2 separate regions of the Hordeum vulgare genome follow, and region 1 is linked to region 2. The links are chromatin contacts, called in public Hi-C maps. All regions are on one chromosome and are shown on one strand. The core of a region is the stretch at or near the end of the contact, and the rest is flanking DNA. Distances in the headings are between cores, read along the strand shown.

Region 1 (2,700 bases), core at 106-2,605, 410 kb before region 2:
ACATCCAGGTATCCACGCACCAACCAAACAATGTCCACGGAGATCTCAAGAAGCCTTCCGGCTAGGCAAATTTCCTTCAGGACAAGAACCAAATATACCCATTGTGCCAGCCCAGCACCGCTCCTCTGGATGTCCCTATCCTAAGAATCACAAATGCTCCTATTTCCGGGACCTCCTACTGGACGCATTTCACGTCCAATAGCAATGGCTCGCACAGGAGGGATGAAACGACTCGGCCGTCCTCGCTAGCGAAGCGACTGGGCCGGCCAATTAACCAACTCGGTTTTTTCCTCTGTTTATTAGTTATTTTTTTTCTTTTTTTCTCTTCTTCCTTATTTTATTTTGTGTTTCTCTTTCTCTTTTTTCTAAAAGGTTACATTTTTTCTTGAATTTATGAAACTTAAACAGCCATTGTATTTATGAATAAAATTACAAAATGGAAATCATTTTGACTTTCTGGAGAATTTATGAGAACACAAATAAATTTGAAAACAGGAGCATTTGAAAACCTTAGACTAATTATTTTAGAAAAGAACATTTTTTGAAATTTGTAAATAATTTTAAAATCGGCAACATTTTTTCAACTTATGTACACTTTTTAAAAAACGAACATTTTTTAAACTTGCGAAAATTTTCTGAAAAGGAAAACATGTTTTAGAAAATGAAGAACAATTTTGAAATACCGGAATATTTTTTCAAGTTCTGGAACATTTTTCTGAATTACAAAACATTTTCCCAAATTCCGGAAAAACAATTCTAATTCCGGAATTTTTTTTCAAATTCCCGAACATTCTTTAAAATTTGGAACATTATTTTTTGGGAATATTTTTCAGAAAAATCCTAAACATTTTGTTAAAAATTCCAGAACATTTTCTAAAATTACGGCATGTTTTTTCAAAATTGTGGAACATTTTTCCAAATTACAAAACATTCTTTCAAATTCTGAAACATTTTTCAAATTCCGGAACATTTTTGAAATTCTGGAACAGTTTTTCAAATTCTGGAAAAATATTTAAAATTTGCAACATTTCTTCAAGTTCTAGGAGATTTTTACAAATTCCGGAATATATTTTCAAATTATAGAACATTTTTTGAAATTGCAGAACATTTTTGAAACAGAAACAGAAAAAAAAACAGAAAAGAAAAAAGGAACCGAAAAAAAAAGAAAAACCGGTTTAGGGAATCTTCTAGAAAGTTCCCAAAACCGAAAAAAATGACTGGGAAAGTCTAGAAGGTTCCCAAACTGGCATCCCTTAATGTACCGGCCCAGATCATCTTTGCTCGTGTTCACTCTGTGCGAAGGCACGGCAATTTGCCTCAACTTGCGGCAAATAGGGTTTTCCCCTATTTCGTGCTTAGGGCAGGGCGGGCGCTCCTGTAAACCCCCCGCCCGCGCTTTCGCCTGGCCCATTCCGGGTCAAGGTGCCAAGGGTTTTTTCATTCCGTCTGTTTCTTTTCAATTTTGCTTTCATAATATTTTTATTTACGGATTTGCAAATACGTCCACAGCAATTCAAAAATATTCACAAATTAGGGAAAATGTCCAGAATTCAAAGAAGTTAACAGTTAGTTTGAAATGTTTACCAATTTGAAAAATGTTCCAAAAATAGTTAATTAAGAAACAAATTGTAAATACAAAACATGTTCATGGATTAGAAAAAGGTTATGAGCTTCAAACAATATTTGATGATTAAATAATATTCCTGAATTATAACATTATTTTTTCAGAAGAATAAAACCGATTGAAAAGATATTCAAATATTTCGAAAATTCCAAGCATTCTAAATATATGTTCACGAATTAAAAAAAATGTTTGTGAAATTTCACAAATGTTCATGAATTTGCAAAATGTTCTCAGATTTAAAAAAAAATCAAAATTTTTAAAACATATAAAGGTTCCATCAGAATTCTAGTTATTCACAAATGTTCTTAATTTAAAAAGCATCCAGAATATTGAGTAGTAATATCGCATAAAAATTAAAAAAAAATTATTTTTTACTTCTTTTCAACAAATATTCACGAGTTTCAACAAATGTTCATAAGTTTGAAAATCAGTACAAATTTCTTAACATGTTCACGAAATTTGGAATATGATCGTGAGTTTAAAAATTATTAGTGAATTCTTAAATGGAGATGCTAAATCTCAGTCGACTAAAACTTCGCAAAGTCTCAGTCAATCCCCCTCTCCCTTGGATCGTTAGATGTTTCAGGATTCGTGCAACTGCGTTACCCATTTGTTTTCTTTTTTCTGTTTTTTTTTGGGCTGGGCTCTGTCCTATTGATTTTCATTGTCAGGGGTAGTTACCTTGGGGCAAGGTCGGACCCTTTTTTTATTGTTTGTGAAAAACAATTCTGTCTAATTAAAACACACGGGGTTTAGGAGTGAAAATTCACAAGACGTCTTTATTGTTGCTTTTTTTAGGTGACCTCTATTTTTCTATTTGTTTTACATTATACTTCTCATACGTATAAACTGCACATAATTTTTGTTGCAACCAACCATATTAGAGTATCAAAGTTATCATCTTATATTTTTATTTTCAGTAATTTATCCAAATACGACTAATTTTATACTTGTTTACTTATACTTCTTTTTGGCTTACATGTTTATTATAAACTGTTTTTCCAAAATGTAAATAAGAACAGATAATAATGTGTGTTTTTTTATTTTTTTATTTTTTCGCGGTTGTATTTGTTAGT
Region 2 (2,700 bases), core at 169-2,668:
AATCGCGTCAAGTACAAAACCCGGAAAGCTGAAATCAATTAAGTAGAAACTCACATAGCAGGTCAGCTTTTGGTGGTTCAAAAGTATCCAACTCAATATTATGGCTGCTCCCAAGTGAATCTATGAAGACACATGAGCTGCAATATAGATATCTCCGCAATCACAAATAGCTCCTTTAAACTAATTACACAGATGACCAACAGATATTAACTGCACCAATGGTAAACCTAAAGAATAGATAATGAATATTAGAAAACAGTAAGACATTTTACCCACCCAATTTCAAACTTCAAGATATTGTAAGAGCTCTCCTCATTGAGCAAGCTGAGGAGACCTTCGCTGCGTGACCTACAACTAGCACTTGCGGAAGACAATACCGTTGAAACCCCATAAGTAGCTTCACTAGCAGCTTTATGTTCCTTCAGAATAGCTTTCTTAAGGCTTTCAGCTATAACCGGGACCTTAAAAAGAGCGTATGAAGCACAATCAGTACTGCTCTGCTGACTACTACTGGGCAATCAAACATGTTCACCCATGTTGGGAGTCTTCAAAACAGGTTTACCTTTGTCTCCTTCATGCGCAGGACATCACCGGTCATAGCAACCCGGGGAGGCAACTGCACCAGGCAACAATATCACCACCCACGATGACACAACTCATACTAGAGAAGGCAATCAAGCAACCATGCAGCAAATTGTGCTGCATTTGAGTTTATAGAAAAAGGACCGACCTTGTTGAGTGACTTGAGCAAGCTGGCAAGGCGGCCTGGGACTGGACTGGACACCGAGAGAGAACCCCGCTCATCGATTATAATGTTCTACACAACAGCCGTTTCATACAATCAATCCATCAGAACATAACAGCAACCACTACTACAAATCAATCAGCCATCGTAAGAAAAATACAGAGCAATACAATGTTGTGCATGTCGTTCTCGGGGACAATCAAGTAGGGCATGCCCTTTTGGACCATGTAGTGCACCCTCGACGTGTAAACCTCCCCCTTGCTGCTCACAGCCCCGAGCAAGATCAATCAAGAACAAGAAAATTTAGTATTTTAGCTGCTACTCGCACAAGCATATGGATCAAGATGTTGAGGATGTAGGAACCGGTGTGCGCACCTTCCCTTGGCGTCGGCTTTGATCGTGTTGAGGTGGGCTTCCCAACTGGCGCCCAGGATGTTCTGAGAAAGACGAGAGGGAGTGAGCGACAGAGCCTAAAATAAGAGGAGCGAATCGCAGAGGATGCTCGCGAGAAGTACCCGGCACTTTTCGGCGGCGGAGAGGGCGGTGGATTTGGCCTTCGCCATCGCCATGGCCTCCGCTCCGCGCGCGCACCAGCTGCTCGAGGAAATGCTTCGGGGAGCGAAGGGGCGCCGCCAGGGGCGAACGGGTGTGTGCGGGTCTGGGGGATCGACCAAGGCGCGCCACCGAGGCACACCAGTGGAGAGGTGCAGAGCCCTGGGCTAGGGGTTCGCGCGGCCTAGTGGGTCTTTCTCGTGGGCCAGTGGTTTAGTTCAAGGATGCTGGGCTTCGCTAAGGCTGCATTGGCGGGCGTTTCCTATTTAACGCTGCGCGCACGTTTGTATGCATGGAAAACCCTATTTGACGCTCTTTGCGTCAAATAGTCGGGCAAACGCACAGGGGCGCGACAAACTAGACTCCCATCTCCCTCTGCTGAAGGCTGTTCCGGTTTCTGCTTCATTTTTTTTGTCCTTTTTTCTGTTTGGTTTTTTCCTTTTATTCCTTTTTTCGTTTCTCGGCTTCTATTTTTTTTTCTTTTTTCCTATGATTATTTTTTAACCTAAGTTCATGTTTTAAAAATTTCTTCAAATTGAGAAAATGCTCTTGATTTTATAAAAATGTTCTAACTTTCAAATATTTGCCGTTTTTCAAAAACATTCCTAGCTTCAAAAAATGTTCGGGATTTTAGAAAGATGTCCGAACTTTCCAAAAAATGTTCGCCATTTTTAAAAAATGTCCTTTTTTCAAAATATGTTATTGTTTCCTTTTAAATTTTATCATTCAGTTTTGTTCCTTTTCCTTTTCCTATTTTTCTGTTTGACATTTTATAGTTTTTGTTTAGAATTTCAAAAAATGTTCTTGCATTCACAGTTTATATTTAAATGTCCGTGCTTCCAAAATGTGTTCATCTTTTGAAAAATGGTTGTATTTCAAAAATTGTTCTCATGTTCAAAAAACTGCATGATATTTGATTTTTTTTCATAAATAGTTCATAGTTTTAAAAAGAATGTTCTTCTTTTCACATTTTTTTAAAAAATGTTCCTGTTTTACGAAAAATGTTTCTCTTTTTTCAAAATTTGTTCACAAATTGAAAACTTGTTCAAATTTTGTTCATCAATTCTAAAATTATTCATGATTTTAAAATGTTTGAGAAGTTCAAAAAATATTCTTCATTTTCTAAAAAATATTTGCCATTTCAAAAAATGTACGTAAGTTCAAAAAATGTTCCTGCTTTAAAAAGTGTACATAAATTCAAAAAACGTTCCCGTTTCAAGAATTGTTCACAAATTTCAAAAAATATCCTTTCCTACAAAAAAATGTTCTATGTTCGTAACATGCTCCTGTTTTCAAATTTGTTTATAGATTAAGAAATTGTTTATGTTTTCCAAAACATTTTTGTATTTCAAAAATTGTTCGCGCTTACAAATTCGTTCATGTTTTCTTAAATTGTTTTCGGT

The links. A called contact is a pair of places that touch in the nucleus more often than the background predicts.
Region 1: a Hi-C map of leaf shows a contact between it and region 2, with 4 times the contacts expected there. The contact joins the enhancer-like site here to the promoter of LOC123446648 in region 2. A contact is called at or near these places in 3 of 6 Hi-C or Micro-C datasets (leaf and seedling) and 1 of 1 datasets of contacts at active chromatin or transcription factors (embryo).

Annotation. Positions count from the first base shown.
Region 1 is chr4H:472,160,471-472,163,170 of MorexV3_pseudomolecules_assembly, reverse strand. No RefSeq gene overlaps it. Among protein-coding and RNA genes, the nearest start is that of LOC123449012, 250 kb to the right of the region's middle. Within about 2 kb of position 1,355, at least 2 of the 3 cell types and tissues checked have open chromatin away from gene starts, as enhancers often do. A contact at or near this core is called in leaf, where this site is marked.
Region 2 is chr4H:471,755,227-471,757,926 of MorexV3_pseudomolecules_assembly, reverse strand. LOC123446648 reads right to left here and starts at 1,418. Exons shown (of 9, transcript XM_045123215.1): 1 at 1,261-1,418; 2 at 1,121-1,182; 3 at 916-1,006; 4 at 731-817; 5 at 563-616; 6 at 277-461; 7 at 55-137. The coding sequence starts at 1,314.